Linked DNA regions of Ovis aries: region 1 is linked to region 2. Evidence: chromatin contacts called from public Hi-C data. All regions are on one chromosome and are shown on one strand. The core of a region is the stretch at or near the end of the contact, and the rest is flanking DNA. Distances in the headings are between cores, read along the strand shown.

What was found. Hi-C and Micro-C count contacts between places; a contact is called where the count stands out from the background.
Region 1: a Hi-C map of hypothalamus shows a contact between it and region 2, with 5 times the contacts expected there. The contact joins the promoter of SLCO3A1 here to the enhancer-like site in region 2. A contact is called at or near these places in 4 of 16 Hi-C or Micro-C datasets (blood, hypothalamus, liver and 1 more).

Annotation. Positions count from the first base shown.
Region 1 is chr18:14,629,477-14,636,659 of ARS-UI_Ramb_v3.0, forward strand. SLCO3A1 (solute carrier organic anion transporter family member 3A1) reads right to left here and starts at 4,282. Exons shown (of 11, transcript XM_060401578.1): 1 at 4,046-4,282. The coding sequence starts at 4,225.
Region 2 is chr18:14,363,610-14,371,103 of ARS-UI_Ramb_v3.0, forward strand. All of the region lies in intron 2 of SLCO3A1 (solute carrier organic anion transporter family member 3A1), which reads right to left. Among named protein-coding and RNA genes, the nearest start is that of TRNAK-CUU, 120 kb to the left of the region's middle. Within about 2 kb of position 1,427, at least 12 of the 54 cell types and tissues checked have an H3K27ac peak or open chromatin away from gene starts, as enhancers often do. A contact at or near this core is called in hypothalamus, where this site is marked.

The DNA of each region.
Region 1 (7,183 bases), core at 3,032-5,531, 270 kb after region 2:
TTTTGGCCTTGTTTCATGGCATTTGGGATCTTCCCCATCGAGGGATCAAACCTATGACTCCTGCAGTGGAAGCACAGAGTCCTAAGCCCCAGACTGCCAAGGAAGATCCTACATTATTTTAATAACAAGCTGCAAAAAAAAAAAAAAAAAAAACCCAAGGACATCCTCCATCCTCACCCCTGGTTCACAAGAACCTCCTGTGTGCCCCACCCAGAGACTAAATTGGCCTTTTTAGGTTTTCATCCTGAAGAAATTCAAATGCATTTGTAATTGAATCTCATCCATAAGAGCCCAGAGGTGTCCGAGGTTTTAATTTCCTGCACACATCCTTATCAACTCCAGTCCTCAGTCATTTGAGAACACACATCAACCTCTGTAGGCAGGGCTACCCTTGGTGAACGGCTTGGACTATCCCAGCGGGTCTCCACCAAACTCCATCAAGCGCGCACAATACACCTTTCTCTCCATGCAGTTTCCACAGGCCTGTGTCTTCTCCAAACAGCCCAAGACTTAAACAGATGTTACATCCTTGCAAGTAGGTCAGTGCAGACTGGAGCCACCCGAAGCAAAGACCCAAGGAGAGGAAAATTAAATTGCATTCTCTCTTCTGCACACAGTGATGTTCAAATGGAATGGGTCCCCTCTTCTTGCTGCTATGTCATGTCAGTCGTGTCCTACTCAGTGTGAAAATTTCCTAGCCAGTCAGGTGGTTTAGTTGACTACCAGAGACCATCCCTGTGACTGCTGGCTTATGTGCAGCACAATTTCCAGTTAAACGCTGGCAAGGGTAAGAGATTTCAGAATCCACAGCTGGCCTGGGTTGCACCGGAGTCACTTTATCTACATCATGATCACCATCGAGTCTAGGCATCAGGGTCTCAGCCCTTCTGCACTGCCCCAGGAGACCCGATCCCCGGGGCCAAAAGTTGCCTGTCCCCTGCCTCGCTTAACAATGGGCGGTTTTCTCCCACGTGGGTCTACCTTGAGCATGTACAGGTTATTAAGGGAAAACAGACACAGATACACACACACAGAGTCCAGCTTTTCAAAGGTGCTTCTCAAATCACAGGTGACTTCCTGCTTCATTTCTACAGCTTCAGCAAAGACACTAGGTCATCTGTCTTTTCAGAAAGAAAAGGGAGAAGTGAAATGAAGCCTCCAAATATTAAAAAAAAAAAAGGCACCTGGGAAGATGAAATAATATGGTAGTAAATGTCATAGTAAATGACACGGACTTGGAAATCAAATAGGAAATAATATCATAGGCAGAGAATCTGCCATTACCCTTCTCTTCCCAAAAGTAAGCAGGGCCCCCAGGTGTGCCCTTCACCGGTATCTGAAAATGTTTCCTCAGAGGGACAGGCTGATTGACAGTGTAAAGATCCCAGAGAACATACACCTTGCACGTGGACCCTGTGTGCACGATCACCTATTGCACGTGGACCCCATGGGTGTGACTGCCTACAAACATAGGTTCTCAGGTTTCCTAAGAAAGCCTTTCTAGCAAACCTTCTATAATGTTTCCTTCTCAAATTAGCCATGAAGAAGTCTCACATCACTGCGGGTACCACAAGCTTTTAATTCTACCTTCCAAATAGCAGATGAAGAAGAAAATTAGGAGCAGCCAGAAAGAGCAAAAGCCATCGCAATCCAATTCATGGCAAGCAAACTATTAATCTTCATGAGGTTCATGTGGCAATGGACAGCCACGATCAGCCAAGCAAGGTGGAGTCCCAAGCAAGGGATGCCTCCACTCTTAGTAATCATAATGAACCCAATTTCCTAAGCCACTCCTTTCCTGGGCCTCCATCTGCTTTCTGCCAGTCACCTGTTGACTCCAGTTAGCATACGCCTCGAACCAGGCTTTCCCTCAGCCCAGGCTGGAAATGCCGAGAGGCCCCCAGCAGGTGGACTCAATTCCTTACCAATTCTGGGATCACAGTCAACTTCCTGTCTCCCAGCGCCAGCCCTGCCACTAGTATCCACCAGTCCTCTGCTTTCTAACTTCGTAAAGGGGCTTAGGCCACTCATTTGATCGAAGCCCAGCTTCATTTCTTTCCAAAAGCTTTAAACCATTGCAAGCTAAAACTAGGCCCATGCCTTTATCATTTGTTGTGTGAAAAGTTCTTTTGGTATTTTTTTTTTCCCTAGATGTAAAATAATTTATAAATGGTGAGCTTCCAGATCTGTGTCCACAAATTCCCAAACCCATAACACTCTGTATACTTCAAAAAATTCAGCTTTTGCCAACATTAGACACTATTATACGGAACATGAATAACCCACTCTATTGAGCAAAACTGGTTTGAGGCAAACTGTTAAAAACTGGAGGCAGCTGCTGATATACACAGCCCCGGTTTAGGTATCACATACTTTGCATATACAGAACTACAGGTATTTTTATTACTGTGCCTTTGCGTCTTAGTGATATACGTCTCTTTTAATATTTTAACAGTTAAACTCCTCCAAGGACACTCTGATATACTGACACGCTCCCCCCACACCCCAAGACAGAGTCCCTCCCTAATTCCAAAACTGCAAAGGCCTCAGGTACTGTCTGCAACTATGCGTTCAAACTACAAGTGCATTTTGTAAAACAAAAATCTAAACGGAAAAGAAAATGTGCTTTTGGCTACAGGGCTTACCAGCAGCATACATGTGACGGATGCAGGCAGGAACTGGGATCTAAACGCCTCTCATCTGACACAGAGCATAGAAAATGCATTTGACTTTCAGAAGCCCTGCTAAGTCTGCCACCCCAGGAACGGAGCTGAGTTTGAACAGCCCTCTCGTACCCACATCACTGACTTTACCCCACACCAGAGAGCTAGCCTGCTTGTACTTCCCTCTGACAGCAAGCCCCAAGTCTTAGGAGACTGTTGAGGAATGGTACAGGGCAACCAGCGACTGGCCCTCATTAACTGCACCCCAAAGGCCAGGGATTAATGGGACCATCGTGCAAAGCATGGCTCTATCTGGGGATGTGGCGCTTCAACAGCCAAAACCTTGTCCAGTTCTGTCTCCATCAAACTTGCTCACTAACACTCAAAGTCTATGACATTTGATTTCAGTTTCAGGTCAATAGTCAAGAAATGCCTTAACACTCTACACTCTGAAAAATCCCGTTTAGTCAAGACAATACTCAGTTCTGGAAGTGCATTCTCTGAAACCCAAGTTGGGACCACCTGCGCGGGGCAGGAGACAGCGGGTAAAGCAGGTATTTGCCAGTGCTGAGTCATTACAAGCTGTCTCCTCTGATATGTTATGCACCCCTGGCTATTTGAACATGAATACCCCCTTTCAGAAGGCAGATGGAATCCGTGTACAATGCGCACCATGGCGCAACACCTCCTTATACAGGAGAGAGACCACGGTGGGGAATTCAGGTCTACGAGTGGGCGGCAGAACTACACAAACTCACAGCTGCTCTCCAGGTCCTGTAACTTTATCCCAGACGCTGAGAGATGGCTAATGGGATACGAAGTGGGAGCATTCCCCCTGCAGCCCCAGCTCGGACCAGCGCCCCACACTTGGGCGCCTTTTCCTCTAAACTGTTAAATCCCTCCGTAATTGGCGGATGGAGAAAGCACCGGGAGAAATGATGCATAATGGATTTGTTCTCCAGGCGGCTAGGATGGGGAGTAGAGGACGCGAGATGCTAACGGGCTTTTCTTTCCATGTGCAGGTCACCTGAAAGCCGCGATGCCTTCCCCTCCAGGGGTGCTCCAGAACTCACCCTCTGGCTGTTTTTAGAGGGAGTAGGGGAGAGGGATGGTTTCACGCCCACCTGCCCGCTGCCTCTCTTCCCCGGGTCCCCCCAGCTCCTGCCGGCATCCACGGTCCCGCCGGCTCCCCGCTCGCCCAGCAGCCCGGGCCGGCAGCTCCCCCGGCGGCCGCCTCTGCACCACTCGCCAACCTCGTCGCCGGGCGGAGGTCATGCCCGCCTGCCCCCCGGCGCCCGGGCTGCCCCCTCCTCCTGCCAGCCGGGCACCTGGGAGCCGAGCTGGGGAAGGGGCCCGTGGCGGACTTGGCACGGGAGACTCACCAGGTAGGCGCCCACCGTGCCCTGCGCCAGCATCAGGGCACACTCGGACACCAGGAAGATCTTGATGTTGGAGAAGCAGGACACCTTCTTTTTCTTCTTCTTGTTCCTCTGCGCTTCGTCCCCCTGCAGCTCGCCGCTCCGGCCGCCGCCCGACGAGCCGCCCGGCTTCTTCGCCTGCATCCTTCCCCCGCCGCCGCCGCCGCCGCTTTCCCGCTTGCGCTGGGTGTCGGGGCCGCTGCCGGGCGGGGGTGCGCGCGGCGAGGCTGCGTGCTGTCCCCGCCCCGGGCCCACGGCGGCCGCCCCCGTCCTGCCGGGGCTGGAGAGGTGGAAGGCACAGCTCCTCGCAGCCGCCGCCGCGCTCGCCCCCTGCCTCCTCCTCTCCTCCTCCTCCGCCCTCCCTTCGCCTCCTCCTCCGGCTCGGGCTGTGCCAATCACAGGGGCTCCTCTCGCCGCCCGCCGCCGCCGCCGCCTCGCCGCCCGCGGACGCCCGCCGCTGCCATCGCCCGCTGGCTGGGGCCCGCGGGCCGCGCCTGCCCTCGTCTCCCCCTCTTCTAACGCGAGGCCCCGGCCTCGATCGCCGCTGCGCGCGCCCGCCGCGCCGCTCCGCGCCACCCGTGCGCCCCGGGGGAAGGCGTGAAGATACCGGCCTGGGGGCGCAGAGCGCGGCCCCCCAGCCGAGGCTTGGGAGGGCCCGGGTGGCCCGAAGCACGCGGGAGAGGGGGAGCCCTTGCGGAGTCAGGGAGCTGGTGCTCCGGATGGCACGAAGGCCGTGCCCGGCCCCTAGAAGGCGCTGCGGAGCGCGGGGCGCCGCCGCGGACACTGGGCGGTACTGCAAGGGGAACTCCGGGCGCCGAGGTCGCGTGCGGAGGCTCCCCCGCGGGGCGGGGACCTAGAGCTCCAACCTCGGGGCACTTAGGAGGGGAGCAAAGGTTTCTAGGAAGAGGGAGAAGACCGCGTACCTAGGAAAGGGTTGACGCTTTCCCCTACCAACTCCGCCCGCCCGGCTGTTTCTGGGGACAGATGTTGCGCTCTGGGCCGTGGGGACGCGCCGGAGGTCAGAGCCGCTGAGGCTTCCGCAGCCTGCTGGCCTCTGCTCCTGCTCTCGTAGGCCACTGGGTGTGCTCAAAGGTCCCAGACCTAAAGGAGAGAAAAGGAAGCGCAGCAAGGGAGAAGTTCCATTAACCCATCCGGAGCCGCGCGGTTCATCCATCGCCCCCAGCCAAGGGGTCTAGGCGGCTGCAGGGTCGCAGCGACCCCAGCAGAGGGCCTTGTGCAGCACGCCTGCGTGCCTGGAGCCCATCCTGAAGAACGATGTGGCCACGCGGCTGAAGGCCGCGGGAAGCTATTAGCCACAGGCCTGCCTCGGTCCCCACCCCTCCCCTAGCTTTGTGGCCGGGCCCCTTCCTTGCCTTGGCCTGAATGTCTGCCCCCACCCCCCTCCCTCGCAGCCACTCTTTTTAATCATTACCAGGAGTTTGGGCCACAGGGCACTACCAACAGGATCTGCTTGTCCCCAGATGGCTTTTGGAAGCTCAGTGAAGCCTGGAAAGGACTGGACACTCCTGGTACTGATGAGTACCAGGAGGCACTCAGCATCTTCCACTTGGTCCACTGGGGGGGGGCTTAACCAATCATTTGAAAAACCTCTCCTTAATAACTGTGGAAAATTCTGAAAGAGATGGGAATACCAGACCACCTGACCTGCCTCTTGAGAAACCTGTATGCAGGTCAGGAAGCAACAGTTAGAACTGGACATGGAACAACAGACTGGTTCCAAATAGGAAAAGGAGTACGTCAAGGCTGTATATTGTCACCCTGCTTATTTAACTTCTATGCAGAGTACATCATGAGAAACACTGGGCTGGAAGAAGCACAAGCTGGAATCAAGATTGCCGGGAGAAATATCAATAACCTCAGATATGCAGATGACACCACCCTTATGGCAGAAAGTGAAGAACTAAAAGCCTCTTGATGAAAGTGAAAGAGGAGAGTGAAAAAGTTGGCTTAAAGCTCAACATTCAGAAAACTAAGATCATGGCATCTGGTCCCATCACTACATGGCAAATAGACAGGGGAAACAATGGAAACAGTGACAGACTTAATTTGGGGGGTCTCCAAAATCACTGCAGATGGTGACTGAAGCCATGAAATTAAAAGACACTTACTCCTTGGAAGGAAAAGTTATGACCAACCTAGATAGCATATTCAAAAGCAGAAACATTACTCTGTCAACAAAGGTCCATCTAGTCAAGGCTATGGTTTTTCCAGTGGTCATGTATGGATGTGAGAGTTGGACTATAAAGAAAGCTGAGTGTCGAAGAACAGATGCTTTTGAACTGTGGTGTTGGAGAAGCCTCTTGAGAGTCCCTTGGACTGCAAGGAGATCCAACCAGTCCATTCTGAAGGAGATCAGCCCTGGGTGTTCATTGGAAGGACTGATGTTGAAGCTGAAACTCCAATACTTTGGACACCTGATGGGAAGAGCTGGCTCATTGGAAAAGACCCTAATGCTGGGAAAGAGTGAGGGCAGGAGGAGAAGGGGACTACAGAAGATGAGATGGTTGGATATTATCACTGACTTGATGGACATGAGTTTGAGTAAACTCCGGGAGTTGGTGATGGACAGGGAGGCCTGGCATGCTGCGGTTCATGGGGTCACAGAGAGTCATACACGACTGAGCAACTGAACTGAACTGAACTGAATAACTGTGTTTAAGAAAAAGACCCACTCTTCTAGGCTGCTGGGTACCAAAGCAGGCTTAAATCTGAAACTGAATCATAATTAACACTTTTATAATTTCTACTTACTCCCAAAGAACTTGAGTGAGAAGGAATGGTGTAATGGTGGGGGGTGTTGTCTTGCAATACCTTTTAAATACAAACTGATGCTTCCTGCTGTGGGCCCAGACATGATCTCAGCTAGGCTTGGTGTCCCTTTCGGATTCTCCCCTCCCCTTGTCTGGGCGGTCTCCTCTCTGAATTGGTTCTCACCACAGAGGTCTTTTTCCATTGCCCCTGACCCCTGTCATTATCAGCTATCCCATTCCCCAAGAAACTATCACCTTCCTTGGGACCCTCCCTTTCTCGCCACATCCTCCCCTCACTCAGAGCCAAGTTTTCCATGGGTCACTCCTCGCA
Region 2 (7,494 bases), core at 177-2,676:
CCCTGATCACACTTCTTGATTTCCAAATGACTCATTTGCCAGTGCTGAGTCTAGGTTAAGAATATCTGTCTATATCTAAAATGGATAACCAACAACGACGTTCTGGCACAAGAAACTCTACTCAACGTTATGTGGCAACATGGATGGGAGGGGCCCTGGGCAGAGAATGGACACACGTGTATGTGTTGCTGCCTCCCTTCACTATTCACCTGAAACTGTCACAGCCTTGTTCATCGCCTGTATGTCAGTCGCTTTGACTCTTTGTGACCCCATGGACTGCAGCCTGCCAGGCTCCTTTGTCCGTGGCGATTCTCCAGGCAAGAATACTGGAGTAGGTTTCCATGCCCTTCTCCAGGGGATTTTCCAGACCCAGGGATTGAACCCCGGTCTCCTGCATTGCAGGCAGATTCTTTGTAGGTATGAGCCAGCTATACTCCAATACAAAATAAAAAGTTAGGAAAAAAAAAAAAAAAAGAGTATCTGCCTCACAGAACGGCTGGGGTGGACTGTGACTCTTGCCCACAAGAGGGCAGCACCAGCCCAGAAGAAAGAGTCCTGACTGCGTACACTGACTAGCTCATCCTTGCCCTCTGCGCCCACCTGCCCACCAAACCCTCATCAGAGCACGGCTCCTCTGTCTCTCACTTGCCTCCGTGCCCCCAGTTTATACTAATGTATTCTTCCGTCTTGAAACCTGCAGGCTGCAATTTCCCCCCTAAGAGGGGAACATTCGGCTTCATACGTGCATGAATAAAACATGAATGCATGAACAGGAAGCCTGCAAAACATTCGATACCTATTTATCCGGGGCTGCTGCCAGCAGCCTGACAGCGTGACGTAACCAACCTTGCTTATTTCTGAGGGGGAGGTGGGGGGGCGGGGAGGGGGGTGACCATCCCCTAAACATAGATTAGGGGCGAGACGCCAAATGCAATTTGTGTCATAGAATTATCCTCATGGCAAAGTTTATAAACCAGACACCAAGCTGCTAAGGCTTCATGGCACATGCCAGAACTTACATGCCCCTCCCCACCCACAGGATCATACCTGTTGCCTCCAAGGCCGGCTAGGTCCCTGGGTCTCAAAGTCAGGCATGTATTGGAGTCACCTGGGAAACTTAAAAAAAAAAAAAAAAAAAAAAAAACTAATGCCTCAGTCCTGCCCACTCCCTGCAAGATCTGATGGAGCTGGTCTGGGGTGCAGCCTAGACAGTGGGCTTTTTTCCAAGCTCTCCAAGTGATTCTTTGTGCAGCCAAGTTGAGAAGCTTTGGGCTCTGCTTCTGATGACCTTGTGCAAGGAACCAGCTGGGACCCCAAAACACATGTGGACACGTGGCAGAAGGGAAGGATGTCAACACCATCTGATGTAAGGCCTGTGAGATGGAGGGGCGGCTGGGAGCCGAGCGTGGCCTGGAGCTTGGAGGCGGAACCCAAGTCCCTCTTGTGCAGCCAGCCTGAGCGGTCCTGCATGTCACCACAACTGTGCACCCGACTACAGCACAGGGGTCCCCCAGTCAGTGCCCCTGGGGGCTGACATATCAGAGATGGACATGCTCAGTCCTGCCTGACTCTGTGACATCACGACTGTAACCCTCCAGGCTCCTCTGTCCATGGGATTCTCCTGGAGAGAACACTGGAGTGGGTTGCCATGCCCTTTTCCAGGGGATCTTCCCGACCCAGGGATCGAACCTGCGTCTCTTACATCTCCTGCATTGTCAGGCAGATTCTTTACCATGTGAGCCACCTGGGAAGCCTGTATCATCAACGGAGCAACCATCAAACCTTCCCATAGCCTTCTCTGTACACGGCAGGTACCAAGAGGCACTGCTGGAGCTGGCCAACTCTCTTCAGGAGAAGGGAGGGCACCCCCGTCCTCCCCCACGTTCCACGAAAACCCCTGGAAAACCCCCGGGGCTCCGAGGGCTGAGACCACACTGGCTGGTGAGATGAGAAGACGTGATGAGCAGGGTGACAGCTAGGAAGCCACAAGCCACACGGGCAGGAAACCCACTCAAATCAACAGCAGGGAGCGCCTTCCTGAAAGGCCCACATCCTGTTTGCGAGCTGACTAGGGTCTTCCCAGAAGGTCTGTCTAGAGATGGTCTGAGCTCACAGGGTGGCTGGGTTCACAGCTTCCTGTCGTCCCTGCTGCTGGAGGCCAGCAGGGGCAGTGGAGCGTGGAGGAGGCTGGAGTCCAGTGTCTGCCCTCCCAGCCTCAGCCTGGGCTTCCTGGCAGCAGCAGGAGGCAGGGGCTCGAGGCACTCACACTCTCTCAGCCTTGGCATCTCCAGCTGTAAAACGGGCAGCAACCTGCCTTGCCTACCTCCTACTATGGGCTGAATTGTGCTCCTGCCCCCATCCTTCAATTCATTTTTTGATGTCCCAACCCCCAGGTCCTTCAGAATGGCACTGTATTTGCAGACAGGGCCTTTAAGGAGGTGGTCAAGCTAAAATGGGGCTTCCAAGGTGGCTCAGTGGTAAAGAATCTGCCTGCCAATGCAGAACACCAGGTTTAACCCCCTGGGTCAGGAAGACCCCCCCCCCCCACCGCCCCCGGAGAAGGACAAGGCAACCCACTCCAGTATTCCTTCCTGGAGAATCCCACGGACAGAGGAGCCTGGCAGGCTGTAGTCCACGCGATTGCAAAGAGTTGGACACGACTCAGCGACTAACACTTTCACTCTATGTAGGATGGATCCTGATTCACCACGACTGGTATCCTTAGAAGAAGAGGAAGAGATAACAGGGGGCACACGTGGAGAAAATGCACACGATACCTTGGGGGAAGGCCCTGTCTGCAAGCCGAGGAGAGAGGCCTTGGGAGAAACCAACCTGGAGGACACCGTGATCTTGGGCTTCCATCCTCCAGAACGGTGGGAGAGCCTGTTCCTCTGTGCAGAGATACTGCACGGTGCCTATCATGTAAGTCAGCCGGTCTGTTAAAGCAGTCCTAGTAAGCAACACACCTCCCGAGACGGGTGTGAGGGTCCCACGTGACAGTTCGTGAGAAGGTCCTAGGAAACGCAGAGTGCCATCCAGACGCAGAAGTGCAGCCCTAAACATGAACAAAACCATCCAAGGATGCCCAGGCTTGGAGGGAATTGACAAGCAGCCCTCAGTGGGTGTCACCCCCTGAACCTGGGTCTCCGTTATTGCAGGCGGATTCTTTACCAGGAATTCTTTACTCAGAGCTCTTCCCTGAGCCACCAGGGAAGCCCGTCAGTAGGGCTGGAAGCACAGGTAAAGCCCGCAGGGGGCTCTCTCCTCCTGCCTGTGTGGGACCCTCGTCTTATTTATCATGTCTGAAACCCGCCCTGTGTCCATGGAAGTATGGGGTTGGCCAAAAAGTTCATTTCTGTTTTTCTGTATTATCATTCAGAAAAACCCGAATGAACTTTCTGGCTGACCCAGGGTGTTTGCTGAGTGTTGCACCCAAGACCAGCGGTTCTTATGCAGGGCGTGAGCTTCCGTGTGATAGAACCGCAGAAAATCAGATAAGCGTTGCTGAGCATCAAAGTCAAGTTATGACAAGTGACAATGATGGGGTGGGGATGGCACAGACACATGGCCAGCTGAGGGCCGGGCACCTGCCTTCCCAGGCGTTTAATCCTCACCATGGCCTTACCAGCAGGGACACTCCCGGATATTGTCACACCAGGAGACAGAGGTACGGAGAGACAAAGTGACTTGCCGATGATTCACGGACAGCAAGTGGGAAGCAGAAATAACCAGAGAGACAGAGCGGGGACTTCCCTGGTGGTCCAGTGGTTAAGAACCCACCTTGCAGTGCAGGAGGTGTGGGTTTGATCCCTGGTGGGGGAACTAAGATCCCACACGCCTCGGAGCAACTGAGCCTGTGCCCCACAACTAGAGACCCTGCACCCCACAACCAGGGGCCCTGCACCCCACAACCAGAGACCCCACGTACCACAATGGAACATCCCACCCGCTGCAGCTAAGACCCAAAGCAGCCAAATAAATAAATAATTTTAAGAAAAGAACAAAGACAAAGGCTTTAAGAAAACGGGGGAAGGAGGGGAGAGGGTGGTTTGGGAGAGAGCGTGGGCACAGGCGGAGACGGGGTGAGGCCAGGATGAGAGGTGGACACAGCCTCCCCGAGGTCGGGTGGTGGGAACGTGGGCAGCTCCTGGGCTCAGGTGTGTCCTCTAGAGCTGTGTGTCAGGAGGCTGAGCCTGGAGCCCAGACATCCCGCTGCAGAGGGAGAAGGATCAGGGAGGCCAGTGGTAATTCAGAGAGGGCCGAGGGGGAGGGATGAGGATAGGATGAATTAGACGCCACTGAAGGCAAGGGGTCTCTGGTTGAGCACGCATGTGGGGCTTCCCAGGTGGCGCTAGTGGTAAAGAAACTGCCTGTCAATGCAGGGGACTTAAGAGACGTGGGTGCAGTCCCTGGGTCAGAAAGCTCCCCTGGAGGAGGGCATGGCAACGCACTCCAGTATTCTTAGAGATTTCCATGGACAGAGGAGCCTGGCGGGCGATGGTCCATGGAGTCGCAAGAGTCAGACACACGAGTTAGCAGCTGAGCACACACGCATGAGATGTAGGTCGGCCTCCCTCCCTCGGGGGGCTGCATCTTGGACCCCAGCATGAGAAGTGGGTCACCACCCGGTGGACTCGCTGGACTTGACCCCGAGCAGCCGCCCCTGGCCTCCGCCAGCTGCTTCTCGACGAGAAGAGACTTGATGGAGAGCTCCTATCTTGTAACCCAACGGGCACAGCCTGTATCTTCAAAGGACTCTGGAACCTCAGTGAACCTTCACAGCGGCCTTGGAGTGGCTCCCGGAGGGAGAGGACACTGCGGTGAGATCACTGAGGCTTGGAGGATCACAGGGACGGGCCCAGGCCCCAGGGAGGCAGCAGGGCCCACAGTTGGAGGTTGGGCCCAGGCCCTGTGGAGCGGGGAGGGTAGGAAGCTCCCGCAGGTCAGCTCTCAGACCTCACTAAGCATTTCCCGTCTCATTCACCAAAGTGCTTCGCTGTCCACAGGAGGGGTCCTCATTGGTCTTCACTGCTCAGGAATGGGAAGCTCACTCCATTTTTATGCAGCCACACAGACATCGCTGCTGGTTACAATAATGAGGTAATTCTTCATTAAGCACCTCTTGGGTGTTGGATGCTCTAGGCCTGGTAAATGATCGAACCCTTGTGATAACTCTGAGACCTGCTTCTTGTCACCTCCAGTTTGCAAAGGAAGAAACCAAGGCCCAGAGAAGCTGGGTCACCAGCCTGAGCCCACACAAGCAGAGAGGAGCTGGGGTTCTGTGGGTCCCCAAATCCTGCACTTCCTCCCACCCACCACTGGGCAGGAGGAAAGGGTGGTAGGGTCACAGGTCATTAAAATCCTTCTAGTTATTCTAAAGGAATTGGTGTGTGCCTGGGGGGCCAGAGGGAGAGCCTGGACCCCAGAGGGCCCCCCGGGCTGAGTGTGTGTGTCACACACTCAATATACGTACTGATTATATGTGTCACACGTATATACGAGATGCACATTTACTCAGCCTGGGGGCTCTCTGGGGACCCTCAGTTTACCAGTCCTCAGCAAGCGTGCTTTCCACCATCGGGGGAAATGGGGGGTGCTCAAGCATCTTCCCATCACCAGAGGGAGTCAGACACCTGCTCAAACCCTGGACGGATTGGAGGAGAGGGGAGGCGCCTGTGCCGTGCAAGGCAGGACAGTTCCCCACCTGCTCCTGGGAGGGTACCTTCCCTGTCTGTAGGAAGACACGCTGGGGCAAATGACACGGCCATCAGCCCTGCGGCCATCAGCGAAGGTCCTCATGGTGTGTCATCAAGAACACAATTGGGTCCAAAATACCAGGGCAGGGGGAGGGAGGCCTTTGCATGACTGGTTACACCCCGCAATCACAGTGCCTTGAATTCCCCAGCCCACACAGTCCGTGCTTGACTCGATTCATCTTCCTAAAGCTTGTTGAATCACACTTTTCCCTTGCTTGAGACGACGAAGTCAGAGTCCCCGACTTTACAACGCAAAGTCCAAATCTGGGATGGCCAGCGCCATGGGCAGGGTCGGGGTGCCAGGCTGTACAAGTCCACACAGTGCTGGGTGGACTGGCCTCTGAGAGCAGGCTGGGGTCATTGAGGCAGGCGGGGACCTGGCGAGTCCCCCACTGAGTGTCCACTGACAGGTGGGAGAGGTACACGCATCAGCAGTAAGCTTGGTTCCCAAGAAGGCTGGCGAGTGCGGACCCAGGGTGAGCACAGGGTCAGAGGCGGGCCAGGATGGGCTGGTGGAGGCCTCGGGGTGCTGCCCATGAGGTTATCAGTGGATTCGGGCCCACGGAATATGAGTAGGAGGGCCTCCACTTGAGCAAACGCTCAGAAGCCCAGTGGGTATTCATAGGCACAAGGCGGAGACAGGAGCTGGGCAGAAATCCCGCCATCAGAACTGAGTCCTGCTGCCAGGGGATTGGATTGCACTGCGGCTCTGAAAGGTGCCCCAGAAGAGAGATCTCTCAGACTTCCCACGAGTTCGATCCCTGGTCTGGGAGGATCCCATATGCTGCAGGGCAACTAAGCTACTGCTGAGTCCACTCCCTAGAGCCTGTATGTGGCAACTGCTGAGCCCAGGAGCTGCAGCTAGAGAAGGCCAGCGTGCTCCAGGGCCCATGAGCCACCACTACTGCAGCCTGCGACCCTAGAGCCCGTGTTGCACAACAGAAGTGCACACACTGTAACAAAGAGTAGCTCCCGCTCAACGCGACTAGAGAAAGCCCAAGCCCAGCAGCAAAGACCCAGCACACCCAAAATAAAAATAAATGCTTAAAAAAAGGTAGAGAAATCTCTCCCTTGAGAGGCACGGCTGGGCATTCCGAGGTCCCATCGGGGGCAAGACAGACAGGAGCAAAGGTGACACCGGGGGGACCCAGCGGCTGCACTGTTCCGTCTCCAGCCTCACCGCCAGCAGTGTCCCGGGGACAGCGGTTCTGCTTGGAGAACAGTGGAAGATGCTTGAGGTGTGAATGACAGGCCAATTTCACCCCGATTCATCACTAAGGGGGCCTGGCTGCTTGTTGATTTTGAATTCGAATTCCTGGTGGAATTCGAGGGTGGGGTACTCAGCGCTGGGTCCACATGTTCTCAGCGAAGAGAGCTATCGCCGTCAGAAGTCTGCAGAGCACCCGAGAACAGGCACGCCCCACCAGCTTCATTTCCTCTGTGGTTTCTCGATAGGGTGGGGAGGCTGATTGGATTGGGGGATGTCATCAATACAGGACATAGCGAGGCAAGCACAGACCGGACATAAGTGCTTGCTCGCCGCGCGAGACCGGGAGGCGGCACCATGCTGGGGCCCAGAGCTGGCACAGGCTCTGCGGCCGTCAGAGCAGGTGCCAGGAGTCTTGTGGGGCAGAGGCCAGGAATGCTGTTGAACAGTCTACGATGCACAGGACAGCCCTCACGGCAAAGAACAATGCAGCCTGAACTTTCCTGGTGTGGTGGTTCAGTAGCCCTGCTC